Linked DNA regions of Ovis canadensis: region 1 is linked to region 2. Evidence: chromatin contacts called from public Hi-C data. All regions are on one chromosome and are shown on one strand. The core of a region is the stretch at or near the end of the contact, and the rest is flanking DNA. Distances in the headings are between cores, read along the strand shown. Region 1 holds the start of GNE (glucosamine (UDP-N-acetyl)-2-epimerase/N-acetylmannosamine kinase). Region 2 has its middle 35 kb from the start of GNE.

The links. A called contact is a pair of places that touch in the nucleus more often than the background predicts.
Region 1: a contact with region 2 is called in a Hi-C map of lung, with 2.6 times the contacts expected there. The contact joins the promoter of GNE here to the enhancer-like site in region 2. A contact is called at or near these places in 2 of 2 Hi-C or Micro-C datasets (fibroblasts and lung).

Annotation. Positions count from the first base shown.
Region 1 is chr2:52,768,072-52,775,646 of ARS-UI_OviCan_v2, reverse strand. GNE (glucosamine (UDP-N-acetyl)-2-epimerase/N-acetylmannosamine kinase) reads right to left here and starts at 2,887. Exons shown (of 12, transcript XM_069574077.1): 1 at 2,659-2,887.
Region 2 is chr2:52,734,557-52,741,098 of ARS-UI_OviCan_v2, reverse strand. No RefSeq gene overlaps it. Among named protein-coding and RNA genes, the nearest start is that of GNE, 35 kb to the left of the region's middle. Within about 2 kb of position 2,153, the one cell type or tissue checked has open chromatin away from gene starts, as enhancers often do. A contact at or near this core is called in fibroblasts, where this site is marked.

The DNA of each region.
Region 1 (7,575 bases), core at 1,638-4,137, 34 kb before region 2:
AAAGTGTCACAAACAGATATTGAGAACTGACTCTGTGCAGAGCAATGGAAAGCAGAGATGCAGAGCCGAGGAAGATCTCACCTCTAGTTTTTAGGAGTTTAGAATCCAGTACATGCCACCAAGCCACATTAATAGATCACCTTCCCAACAGAAGCACGAGGAACAAAAGTAACAAATTTTCTTTCACTGCCCAGTATAATTATTATTTGTTCTGGATAAAATGTCATGTCCAAGCATCCATTTTTACACTAAGAACTGTGATCAGAGTCTCCATGATGAGTATGAAATGAATAAATGTGACATAATGGACTTAGACTATACCAGGAGTTTTTAAGTTGCATAAAGTGCAATGTAAAACAAGATAAAACTTTTTTACTTACACAGTGGACTCCCAGAGAGTAATGAAAACAAATGGACTACATTGAAATGTGTCAATATTAATAAACGTCTAAAATATGTTAAATGAAAACAGCATATTCTAAAAAAAGATACAATAGGGCACCATCTAAAAATATGTAAAACATTACTATATGTTGTTTACTGATTTATAGTAAACTTATACAGCAACTCAAGAAAGTAGTTACCTCTGAAGGAGGAGGGAAGGGAAAGGAAAAGAGGGCTTAGAGGGTTTCTGTTGTCTATGTAAACATTTTTTAAAAAATCGTTTAAGTAGAGATCTGAAACAAACATGGTAACATATTAATATGTGTTAAATCTGGAGGATTGGTAGAGGGTGTCATGTTGTCTTCTGTCCTTTTCAGCATATATAAAATATTGTATGGAAAACGAGAAATCTTTTAAATGATCAACAAAGATGCACTGTCCACAGTCCTTAAAGCCTAAAGCTCAGAAAGCAGATGGACTGGATATTTACATTCATTTCACTCAATTCCATGAGAGTAACCAGAGCCACTAAAACATAGATACTGGTATGAAAATAAGCCTTCACCTCGAACTCACTGGCAATCTGAGAAACCTACATTCTCTCAAGACTATTACAAATACTGACAAAAAGGTGAGTGACCCCTTCCAGGGAAATAAATACTGTGGTCCCATTCAACTATGGAAAAAGACACTTGGCTCAAGCAGTTTCTGAGCAGAAGTGAAGTGAAAGTTGCTCAGTTGAGTAACTTTTCGAACCCATGGACTTTGCAACCCCATGGACTATAGTCCATGGAATTCTCCAGGCCAGAATCCTGGAGTGGGTAGCCTTTCCCTTCTCCAGGGGATTTTCCCAACCCAGGGATCAAACCCAGATCTCCCACATTGTAGGCAGATTCTTTCTTTACCAGCTGAGCCACAAGGGAAGCCCTTCTGAGTAGAAGACACCATCAAAGTAAACAATTGCCAAGCACATGTTAAGAGCTTTACAAGCATTAATTCACTTCATCCTCACAGCCCTATCTTATCAGCCCTGTTTTACAAACGGGCATACCTCAGTGAAAACCAATTTAACTTTCCCCAAATCATAGCTGCTGCTGCTGCTATCGCTTCAGTCGTGTCCGACTCTGTGCGACCCCATAGACGGCAGCCCACCAGGCTCCCCCGACCCTGGGATTCTCCAGGCAAGAACACTGGAGTGGGATGCCATTTCCTTCTCCGGGGCATGAAAAGTGAAAGTGAAGTCGCTCAGTCGTGTCTGACGTTCGCGACCCCATGGACTGCAGCCTCCCAGGCTCCTCTGTCCATGGGATTTTCCAGGCAAGAGTACTGGAGTGGGGAGCCATTGGCTAATAACTGCCAAAACCAAACACCAAATCAGCATTCAAGATAGTGCTCATATCCAGTGTTTGCCTGCCTGTTCATTTCATAAGCACTCATGAGTGAGAACCTTCCTGCCAGGCACCGCGGCAGTGAAGGGCACATATGATGAATCCCTCTCTTCCCTCAGTGCAGACCGGATGAGGCTCACAAGAATCAGGAGAGGTCTATCGAAAGTGGTCTGAAATTCAGAACACTATCTTGAGCTACACTCGGGTGTGACTCCTTCCAGAGCTTCCACAGTCGACTCGAACAGTTATCTCTAAATGCCAAGCTGTACCCTACGACACTTCTCCATAAAAAAAAAAAAAAAAACTTTCGTGCTCTAACAATTTTACAAGTGTTGTGCTGCGGCGCGCGGTGGGGGCGTGGGGGGGCGGGATAGTGAAATAAATACATATCAAGCTTCCAGGGAAGCTCAGACTCAGAGTACAGTCAGGGTTAGGCGCAGACCTTCAAGATCATCTTTCGTCAGACACTTTACATCCCAGGGCCACTCATCTTCACGGAGCTCCCTGCCTTCTCCTGCACATCTCTGTGAGCGGCTGCTCGCTGTCTTTCAGGATAGCCGGAGGAACAGAGTGCAGCCGGCCTTCCTCTGAGACCCCGAGCCCCACTCCGGGGTTACTCACCCGGGGTCCGCACTCAAAACTGCTGCACCAGCCAACGGCTGAGCCCACAACTGGACTAAGGAGCGGCCCTGACGTGCAGGCCCACGGGAGACAGCCAGGCCCGGGCCGGGTGCGGACCTGCGGCGTGATGAGTGCGGAGCCGCCGGCCGGGGATCTGAGGCCTCCGGGTGGAGGCCGAAAGAGAAAGGCCCTGGGGGCCGACAGGTGGCGTTCCCCGAGCCCGCGTCCCCCTTCCCCGAGTCCCTGGCGGGCACGCAGGTCTCACCAGTAGCGGGTCCGCTGTTTCTCCCGCGTCGCCGCAGTCAGACCTCGCGGGTGAGAACGGAGGGCCGATCCGGAACGTAGGCCGGCGCGAGACCGCCCCTTCGGCTTCCGCCACCCTGCACCGCGAGCGATGACTCGCCTCGACCGGCTCCTAGCGCACCCGCGCGCCCTGCACACCCACCCGAGCGCCAAATCGGCCGACGCGCCCTACGTCAGCGGCGAGGAATTCTGCGATTGGCTGAGCGAGGAGGACAGGCCGGGGCGGCGCCTTCCGTGAACGTGGCGTAGCCCCCAGGCGACCAGCTCTTGTTCTCAGCCGGTGTTCCCGCCCCTGGACAGCTTCTCCGCCTGTCAAGTGAAAGTTCGGAACCCGAGCGCCTTACGGGTAGTTGTTTTGGCCTTGCGCCCTAGAGGCAATGTCTCAGGCCTTCTCACGCAGTCATTTCATAGGCAGGACCAAAACAATACGGTCGTGTGGCGGTCCACCCAGAGCTCTCTCCCGAGTGAAGCCGTGCCCCTCCAGAACCGCGTCTACTAGAAGGATCTGTGGATGCTGATGACCAAGGCGAGGCGGAGACCTGCTGATCCTTATGATGCGCGGAACCCCCAGGCCGTCCTGCCCCAGACACTTACAGAGAGGAACACAGAGGTGGCAGAGAAAGTGGCGGGAAAGGCCTCACACAGCTCCTGATGAACAGTTTCTAATGATTGTTTCAAATTCCTTAGTCACCACTGACAAGCTTTGAGTTGGTGATACAGTATATTAAAATATTTTTACAGCTAGTAAATAACTTACCGCAAGTGAAACTATTTAAACAGCCTAATGATTCATTGTCAGTTCTTGCTAAAGTGAATTTCAAGCCCAATAAACTTTTGCACTTAATTTATTTCAGTTAATGATGCTCTAATTTACAGAATATTTGTGAACCGTTAGTTCCCCTGCAGCTAGCTTGTTGTCACCAAGAGGTCACATCAGCTACAAAAGGACAGATATTAGGGGATTTCCTGCAAGCAAGTACCAGAAGATTTCTTTTTTAAATATCACTTTTGCTATTCTGTGGAGAATGGACTGGTTGAAAGTTGAGAATGGTGGTAGCGGGAAAAAAATCTCTGAAAGGAAACACACACACACACATACACACAAAACCCATACCACTAATTGCATTTGGCAGAACTAGGAAGAGATAGACTTTTCACTGAATTTATTTTTATAATATCTTTTGTATTTTGTAGTATATGCATACATTCCATATCAAAGAAAAGAAATTTGATGGTAAAAAAAAATGGTGGCAGTGAAACTCGATTGAAATGATTGGATATGATATTTAGTTTGGAAGTAGAATTGATGAAACTTAATTATGAATTAGGTATGAAAGGATGGGGTTTCCCAGGTGGCTCAGTGGTAAAGAACCCACCTGCCAATGTAGGAGACATAAGAGACACGGGAAGATCCCCTGAAGAAGGGCGTGGCAACCCACTCCAGTATTCTTGCCTAAAGAATTCCATGGACAGAGGAGCCTGGCAGTCAACAGTCCACAGTGTCACGAGTTGGACATGACTGAAGTGACTTAGTATACATGCAAGGATGACAGAGAAAAGGAAGGTTGACTTCCAGATGTCTTGTATTAGTAATTGGGTCGGTGCCATTTGCCAAGATGAAAAGCTGGGGGAGTGGTCAGGTTTAGGGATTTAAAAGTAAAGGTGTAATTTGTGATGTGTTAGATTTGAGATGCCTATGAGACAGCCACAGGAAGCTATTATAAAGGCAATAAGATGCATGAATCTAGGGCTTCCCTGGTGGCTCAGTGGTAAAGAATCTGCCTACCAATGCAGGATACACAAGTTCGATCCCTGGTCCAGGAAGATCTCACATGCCAAGGAGCAGCGAAGCCCAAGTACCACAACTGTTGAGCTTATGCTCTGGAGCCCAGGAGTTGCAAATACTGAAACTCACGTGCATCTAGATCCCATGCTCCACAAGAGAAACCACCACAATAAGAAGCCCCTACTCACTGCAACTGGAGAAAAGCCTGCATAGCAACAAAGACCTAGTGCAGCCAAAAATAAATAAAATTATGCATACAAAAGATATATGAATCTGAACACACAGATTCACTGGACTCTAGATGGACTCTACTGCTGCTATAACAAGTTACACAAAACTTAGTAGCTTAAAAATATATTAACTTCCAATCTGGAGGTTAGAAGTCTGAAACGGGTTTTTGAGGGGCTAAAATAAAAGAAACAGTATAGATATCATCACAAGAAAAAAATTTATAACTATGTGTAGTGATCAGTGTTAACTAGATTTATCATGGTGATCATTTCACAAGATCCTTGTGTTTTACACCTGAACCTAATGTAAAGTTATATGTCAAATATAGCTCAATTAAAAACAAAAAAAAAAGATATCAGTAGTTTTGTCTTCCTTAGGCTGCAGGGGAGAATCTGTATCTTTGCCTTTTCCAATTTCCAAAGGCTACCTTCAGACTTCCCTGATGGGGCTCAGTGGTAAAGAATCCGCCTGCCAATGCACAAGACGTGGGTTCAATACCTGGGTTGGGAAGATCCCCTGGAGAAGGAAAAGGCAACCCTCTCCATTATTCTTGCCTGGGAAATTCCATGGACAGAGGAGCCTGGCAGGCTACAATCCATGGCGGTCGCAAAAGAGTTGAACAGAACTTAGCGACTAAACAACAACAACCTAACAGAAGGCAAAGACCTAACAGAAGCAGAAGAGATTAAGAAGAGGTGGCAAAAGTACACAGAAGAGCTGTACGAAAAGGTCTTAATGACCGGGATAACCATGATAGTGTGATCATTCATCTAGAGCCAGATATCCTGGAGTGTGAAATCAAGTAGGCCCTAGGAGGCATTAATATGAACAAAGCATTAATACGAACTGGAGGGGATGAAATTCCAGCTGAGCTATTTCAGATCCTAAAAGATGATGTTATTAAAGTGCTGCAGTCAATATGCCAGCAAATTTGGAAAACTCAGCAGTGGGCACAGGATTGGAAAAGGTCAGTTTTTATTCCAGTCCGAAATAAGGGCAATGCCAAAGAATGTTCAAACCGCTGCACAACTGCGCTTATTTCACATGCTAGCAAGGTAATGCTTAAATCCTTCAAGCTAGGCTTTGATAGTACATGAACTGAGAACTACCAGTTGTACAAGCTGGATTTAGAAAAGGCAGAGATCAAATTGCCAACATTTGTTGGATCATAGAAGAAACAAAGGAATTCCAGAAAAACATCTACTTCTGCTTCATTGACTATGCTAAAGCCCTCGACTGTGTGGATCACAACAAACTGTGGAAAATTCTTCAAGAGATGGGAATACCAGACCACCTTATCTGTCTCCTGAGAAACCTGTATGCAGATCAAGAAGCAAGTTAGAACCAGACATGGAAAAACGGACTGGTTCAAAGTTGGGAAAGGAGTACATCAGGGCTGTATATCGTCATCCTGTTTATTTAACATATGCAGAGTACATCATGAGAAATGCTGGGCTGGATGAAGCTCAAGCTGGAATTAAGATTGCTGGGAGAAATATCAATAACCTCAGATATGCAGATAGTAGTAGATAATATGCAAGCAGTACCATCCTAATGACAGAAAGCGGAAGAGGAACTGAAGGGCCTCTTGATGCTTAAAACTCAGCATTCAAAAACTAAGATCATTGTTGCATCCAGTCCTATCACGTCATGGCAAATAGATGGGGGAAAAATGGAAACAGTGACAGACCTGACTTTCTTGGGCTCCAAAATCACTGTGGATGGTGACTGCAGCCTTGAAAGTAAAAGATGCTTGCTCCTTGGCAAGAAAGATATGACAAACCTAGACAGCATATTAAAAAGCAGAGATATCACTTTGCCAAGAAAGGTCTGCATAGTCAAAGCAATTTTTTTTTTCCAGTAGTCATGTATGGATGTGAGAGTTGGACTATAAAGAAGGCTGAGCTCTGAAGAATTGATGCTTTCAAATTGGCTGGAGAAGACCCTATCCAGAACATAACAAGAGTTTTCTTTTCTTGAATAAAAATTAATATCAAAACAGTGTTAATGTTCAGTTTTTATCTGGTGGCTTATTACATGGATGTGTTTAGTTTGTAAAATTTCATATTGAAAACTTAAGGTATGTGCACTTTTTGTGTTTATATTGTAAGTACAATATGTTTCTAAAATACTTAATGCTTAAGATGATAGCTGGGGAAAATGTAACTAGAAATATAAATACTTGTAGTAATAGGAAATACAATTTTGAGAATTTGTACACTTATTAAGCCACTCGTAGATTTTGTGGTTTTTTGACCAATATTGAGAATTTTATAGTTTCATATATAGTTGAATAGTTCTGTGTTCATAGAATCATTTAACCCTAAATTATCCCTTTTTAGGATTTTCTCCTATGTTCTCTTGAGATGAAGTTGCAGCAAGAAGCTGTAGGAAGCATTTTCTCTTGGCTTTTTAAGATCACTTTTCTATGGGTAAAGATTACCGTTCTGGATTTCTGGGTCTCTGCTATAGGGGAGCATTATCTTTTCTGATAACAGTGTTTTCATTTTCTGTGGATAAATACCCAGAAGTGGAATTTCTGGATGGTATGGTAGTTCAATTTTTAATTTTTTGAGAAACCTCCTTACTGTTTTCTATAGTGGCTATGCCAGTTTATATTCTCACCAACAATACACAAAGTTTCTTTTTTCTCCAAGTCCTCACCAACAGCTGTTGTTATCTTTTTGACAAGACATGCTAACCATTTTGACAGATGTGAGGTGCTATTTTATTGTGGTTTTGATTTGAATTTCCTTGATGTTTGGTGACATTCAGCATCTTTTCACATGCCTGTTGGCCATCTGTATGTCTTCTTTGGGAAAATGTCCATTTAGGATCTCTTGCCATTTAAAAATTGTCTTT
Region 2 (6,542 bases), core at 904-3,403:
CTAGGTTTGTCATTCATAGCCTTCCTTCCAAGAAGCAAACATCTTCTAATTTCATGGCTGCAGTCACCATCTGCAGCGATTCTGAAGCCCAAGAAGAGAAAATCTGTCACTGTTTCCACTTTTCCCTCTTCTATTTGCCATGAAATGATGGGACCAGATGCCATGATCTTAGTTTTTTGAATGTTAAGTTTCAAGCTAGATTTTTCCTTCTTCTCTTTCACCCTTATCAAGAGGCTCTTTAGTCTTTAGTTCCTCACTTTCTGCCATTAGAGTGGTATCATGTGCATATCTGAAGTTGTTGATATTTCTCCTGGCAATCTTGATATCAGCTTGTAACTCATTCAGCCTGGCATTTCGTATGATGTACTCTGCATATAAGTTAAATAAGCAGGGTGACAATATATAGCCTTATGGTACTCCTTTCCCTATTTGGAACCAGTCTGTAGTTCCATGTCTGGTTCCAACTGTTGCTACTTGACTCGCGTATGGGTTTCTTAGGAGACAGGTAAGATGGTCTGGTATTCCCATCTCTTTAAGAATTTTCCACACTTTGTTGTGGTCCACATAGTCAAAGGCTTTGGCTTAGTCAATTAAGCAGAAGTAGACATTTTTCTAGAATTCCCCTGCTTTCTCTATGATCCAACAAATATTGGCAATTAGATTTCTGGCTCCTCTGCGTTTTCTAAACTCAGCTTCTACATCTGGAAATTTTCAATTCAAGTACAGCTAAAAGTCTATCTCAAAGGATTTTGAGCATAACCTTACTAGGATGGGAAATGAATGCAATTGTCAAGTCCAGTCCGATTGTCCGGTCTGAACATTCTTTAGCATTGCCCTTCTTTGGGATTGGGATGAAAGCTGACCTTTTCCAGTCCTGTGGCCACTTCTGAGTTTTCCAAATTTGCTGGCATATTGAGTGCAGCACTTTAATAGCATCATCTTTTAGGGTTTGAATTGGCTAACTGGAATTCCATCACCTCCACTAGCTTTGTTTGCAGTGATGCTTCCTAAGGTCCACTTGACTTCATACTCCAGAACATCTGGCTCTAGGTGAGTGATCACATCTTTGTGGTTATCCACATCATTAAGACCTTTTTTGTACAGTTCTGTGTATTCTTGCCACCTCTTCTTAATATCTTCTGCTTCTGTTAGGTCCATACTGTTTCTGTCCTTTAGCATGCCCATCCTTTCATGAAATATTCTTTTGATATCTCCAATTTTCTTGAAGAAATCTCTACTGTTTCCTAGTCTATTGTTTTCCTCTATTTCTTTGCACTGTTTATTAAGAACCTTCTTATCTCTCCTTGCTATTCTCTGGAACTCTGCATTCAGTTGGGCATATCTTTCCCTTTCTCCCTTGTTTTTTGCTTCTCTTCTTTTCTCAGCTATTTGTAAAGCCTCCCCAGACAACTGGTTTGCCTTCTTGCATTTCTTTGCTTTGGGATGGTTTTGGTCTCTGCCTCCTGTACCATTTTATGAACCTCTGTCCATTATTCTTCAGGTACTCTGCCTACCAGATCTAATCTCTTGAATCTATTCGTTACCTCCACTGTATAATCAGTCATAAAGGACTTGATTTAGGTCATACTTGAATAGCCTAGTGGTTTTCCCTACTTTCTTCAATTTAAGCCTGAATTTTGCAATAAGGAGCTAATGATGTGAGCCACAGTCAGCTCCAGGTCTTATTTTGCTCACTGTTTAGAGCTTCTCCATCTTTGGCTGGGAAGAATATAATCAATCTGGTTTCGGTATTGACCATTAAGGAAAAAAATTACACTCTGATTTTCATTAACCTCTAACTGCAGTTTACATTTCCCTTCAGGTGAGCATGTAGGCAACAAACCACACGCTTCAGAGAACCTAGGACTTTGTCACAACTGAACACTTTCACCATCACACTCTGGTCATCACAGAGACCCTCAAATATCACTAACATCCATCACTTCTTCAAAATCTCAGCCATAATTAGACCTATTGCTAGATCTTGTCATTTAATGCATTAGTAAACTAGCATTTTTTCCATATCACAAATTTGTTTATATTTTAATAACTACATTTCTAATATGCTTGGTTCCCTGTATTGTGCTTATTCTACACTAGAATCAGCATTGTGAGACTCAGTCCATAGACTCACTGCTGCCAGAGGGGGTGAGTCAGGGCACACAGAAGGATTTAGAGCCAAGAACAGCTGCCAGAAAAGGAGAGGTTCTGAAAACACAAGATATTTGATTTGTTGAGTTCCGTATCAACATCCTTTTCAGAAAACACAAAGCCCTTTGTTGCTCATGTCTTTTGCCTCCAAAGTTGATCAAGGCCCAAATGAGAACAGGATGGAGATGTTGGGAGCAGAGTGGGTGGTAAGCCCAGGAGACACACAGAAAGGGAAGGTCACAGCTGACACTCCCCACTGCCACCCCCCAGCACGCCGCACGGCCAAATCCAAGCTTGTGAGTCAGGGCTGAGCCAGCAGAGGCTCTGAGCCTGCAGCCTTGGGCACCTCTCACCGCGCAGCAGCTCCTAACACCTGCCCTGCCTCCTGAAAACCCCCAGATCCCACCCATCTTTTCCTCAAGAAGGCTGGGATGAACTTTACAGTCTTTGTTTGATGAGACTCCTGCTGTTTGATCACTGGCTGTATGAGCCAGAGCTCAGTAGTAAACACCCACTTGAACTTTACAGTTTCCTCATTTCCTTAAGAGGCTATTCTGGCCATGTGTCAGGGACGCGACTCTGGGACCACCCTATTTTCCTGAGTCGCTCCTCAAATGGGGGCTGGAAGAGTGTGGCCACGAGGCAGCAGGGAGGGATGTGGAGCAGAGGGGAGAGGCTCTGCTGGCAGTTACTAGTCCTAGGGCTGGTGCGTACAGCTCTAGGGGTGGGGGGCGACTCTTGGGGATGCCAAGCTCTGGGCTGCAGAGCTCTTTCCTTGGGTTTATTGCACCAGGAATATTTCCCCAGTCACCCCAGCTAATGTGTGGATAAAGGAGGAGCAGGGGTGTAGGAAAATAATTGCTGTGTGACAGAGCTCTGGGCTTCTCATCTGATGAAGCTGAGGTTTACACAGGGCAGACTAAGTAAAGAGTGTTCTCTTCAGTTCCCCTAGGAATCCAGTGTTTAAAATAAAACCAAAACCCCCAAACCCTGCCGAACCCATTTACTTGTTGAAGAAAAAATAAGTGTACTTCTGGTTGAAGGAGAGGGAAGGAAGAAAAAGTTCCCTTGCTCCCACCACATACAAGACAGCCACTCATGGAATGAACATGCTGGCAGCCACAAGGAGACCTGGATCCTAGCCCCACCCTGCCTATCACCCCTTGCTTGACTCTGGGTGACTCCCTTGTCTCAGGGTTCCTTAGTTTCCCTGTCAGAAAGTTAGCCAAGGTTGAAGATAAGTGGACGAGAAAGAGGGAAGAAGGGCAAGTGGGCAGGTGGGGGGGGGTCTGGGGGGCCAGGCTCACACAGGCAGAACCGAGGGAGCCTTGAGGTCTGGGCAGGTGGCAGAGTCCCAGCCAGAGGCAGACAGGACTCTCAAAGTACTTGTGTCCTTATGGTGACTGGTCCTGAACACCTGTTCCCAGTGCTGGCTGGAAGTCCCCTCCTCGGTGTGGGCAGCCAGAGAAAAGAGTTCTCTGGGGCTAGCAGCTCTCCCGAGGCAGAGACTGGACTGACCAGCGGTCGTCCTACCAACTAGTCAGAGTCCTGCATTCAACGAGAGAGAAGAGGGATGCCAAGCTGTTCTTTCTGGTCCAAGCTTTCATTCATCCAATCATTCAATGCTGTCTCTGGATATTTTTTCTGCTTCTAAAAATAAAATGCACTTATTATAAAATAACTCAATATAATGAAAATCTGAAATCACTAGAAATAATGTTTCCTAGTACTACCCCCAAGAGCAAGCAATTTATTATTATGTGTTCATTACATGCCCTTTTTTTAATTTCAATTTCTCCTTTTAAAAAAATTTATTTTATTTTTATATTTTATTTTAGCAGCACCTCTTGGCACGCAGGATCTTAGTTCCTTGTCCGGGGATCAAACTCATGCCCTTCTGCAGTGGAAGTGTGGAGCACTAACCACTGGACTGCCAAGTAAGCCCTGATCTCCTTTTTTGGTAATATACAAACATGTTTATTTGGAACATTATAGAAGAATTTGAATTGAAACATCAGTTTCTTTCCATTCCTTGATCCTTAATTCCAGTCTCGACTACAGAGAGAGTCACTGCTGAAGTTCTGGTGTCTGTCCTTCTAGACCTCCAAACGTAGGGAGTCTGCTCCCAGGCTTGCTGTTCAGCACCATCAGTGGGAAGGCAGGTTTTCAGGTCTGCAGCCCTGCCCAGCCTCTTCAGTTCAGTTCAGTTCAGTTGCTCAGTCGTATCGACTCTGCGAACGCGTGAACCACAGCACGCCAGGCCTCCACCAACTGCCAGAGTCCGCTCAAACCCATATCCATTGTGTCACTGATGCCATCCAAACATCTCACCCTCTGTGGTCCCCTTCTCCTCCTGCCCTCAGTCTTTCCCAGCATCAAGGTCTTTTCAAATGAGTCAGCTCTCAGCCTCTTCACGCAACCCCTACACTTCCTCACACAGCTTTAGGTGAGAAGGAAGCAGGAGGTGTGAGGGGGGGGTGCGGGCAGGAGAGCCTCAGCACACCAGTAACTCTCCAGCCCTTTGTCCCTTTGTGGGGTGGCTGGGGAGAGCATTAATGCCAGCAAGGGTGGTTTTATACTACCTTGGCATATCCTGTATGTGTGGTCTGGCTCCTCTCTTGGTAAACAAGGAAATTAAGCCTCTATCATGTATTCTCAGCCTTTGGGGTCTCAGCTGAAACAAAGAAAGAATCTCATGTTAATGTCCAGCCATATATACCATCATTTATTTCACCAGTTTTCACTGGTGGGCATTGGGTTGTTGCCAGGGTATGTGTGTGTATGTGTATATATGCTTACGAGCTACTGCAGTCAGGCTTTTAATTTAGCTGCTGACTCATCTAAATGATTGTCATTTTAGCCTCCCCAGGCCATCTTGCCAGTCCTGAGACAGATCTCCCTGCCCTGTTTCTCACACTGGGAGAAGCTTAGCACTGGACATTCCCCATGTATGCCGTGGGGTTTTTGAGAGCACTTCATATATGTAAAAGTTTTGGTGGAAGAGGTGATATAACATAATTATTCAGGATTTAATACAAGAGGGATAAATCAGGAGACATCAAAAACATTCCTCCTTTGCAGTGAGCCACTTAGGACTTTGATGCCAGACCTCAGGGGATGCAGTTATCCTCCTGTGCCCCTAGAGGTGCCTCAAGGGACATCTTGAAATGTGCTGCCTCCAAGCAGGCCCCCTCTAATCCCTGCCTCCCAGTGTGCACACCTTTAAGAAGCCCTTTCCCACACCATGCCAGGGCTGCTCTGTGTAACCAATAGCATATGGCAAAAGAGATGGCATGTTACTTCTAAGATGAGGTTATGAGGTTACCAGGTCATGAACGGTTTGAACTCTTTCTTGCATCACTTGCTTTAGGGGAAGCAAGCTACCATGTTAAGCAGCCCTATGGAAAGGCCCTAAGTGAGGAACTGAGGGCTTCCATCAACCACAAAAATGAGCTTGGAGGCAGACCCTCCAGTCTCAGTCAAGTCTCCAGAGACTGCAGACCTAGCTAACAGCTCGATCATGTCTTCATTAGAGACCGGGTTCTGGTCGGAGCAGAACCAGGGAAGCCGCTCCAGGATTCCTGATCCTCAGAAACTGTGTGATATAATATTGGGTTCGCCCAAAAATTCGTTAGGTTTTCCCATAAGGAGGAGGTTTCCATATGGAAAGACCTGAACAAACTTTTTGGTCAACCCAACATATGTACACTATTTTACGCTTCTAAGTTTTGGAATAATCTGTTATGCAGGGGGGAAATAATGCCCTGCCTTATAACACAGTTTTTCTTTTTTTTTTTTTTTTATAAAACAGCTTGACTATAGGTTGTCTCTCTTGATCTCTCCTACTTTATACTTAAGTAAACATGGCAGGTGTGGGCCTCCATATCATCCAATATTTCTATGTGGTCTTAACATAAGGTCAGAAATTCAGGAGTCCTGTTGCTGACAACTGCAACCTGAAACGGTTAACTTCTGGAAGGATGACCTGATCAATAGCCCAGGCCTTTCAACTGTATCAACTCTCCAGCCTATTAATACGTGAGCACCTCTCTTCTTTCTCAGAGTTGCCTGAGGGATATCCAGTCTGAGATTTAGGAGCATGCAGATCTATTCATTATTGACATATGTTGTTGTTTTTCAGTTGCTAAGTCCTGTTTGACTCTTTTGTGACTCAATGGACTGTAGCCTTCCAGATTCCTCTGTCTATAGGATTTCCCAGGCAAGAATACTGGAGTGGGTTGCAATTTACTTCTCCAGGGGGCCTTCCTGACCCAGGGATCAAACCTGGGTCTCCTGCATTGCAGGCAGATTCTTTTACTGCTGAGCCACCAGAGATATTTGACACATGAGCAATAGCCAAATCTGTGTGATTAGAGGAATTGTCTGGGTGG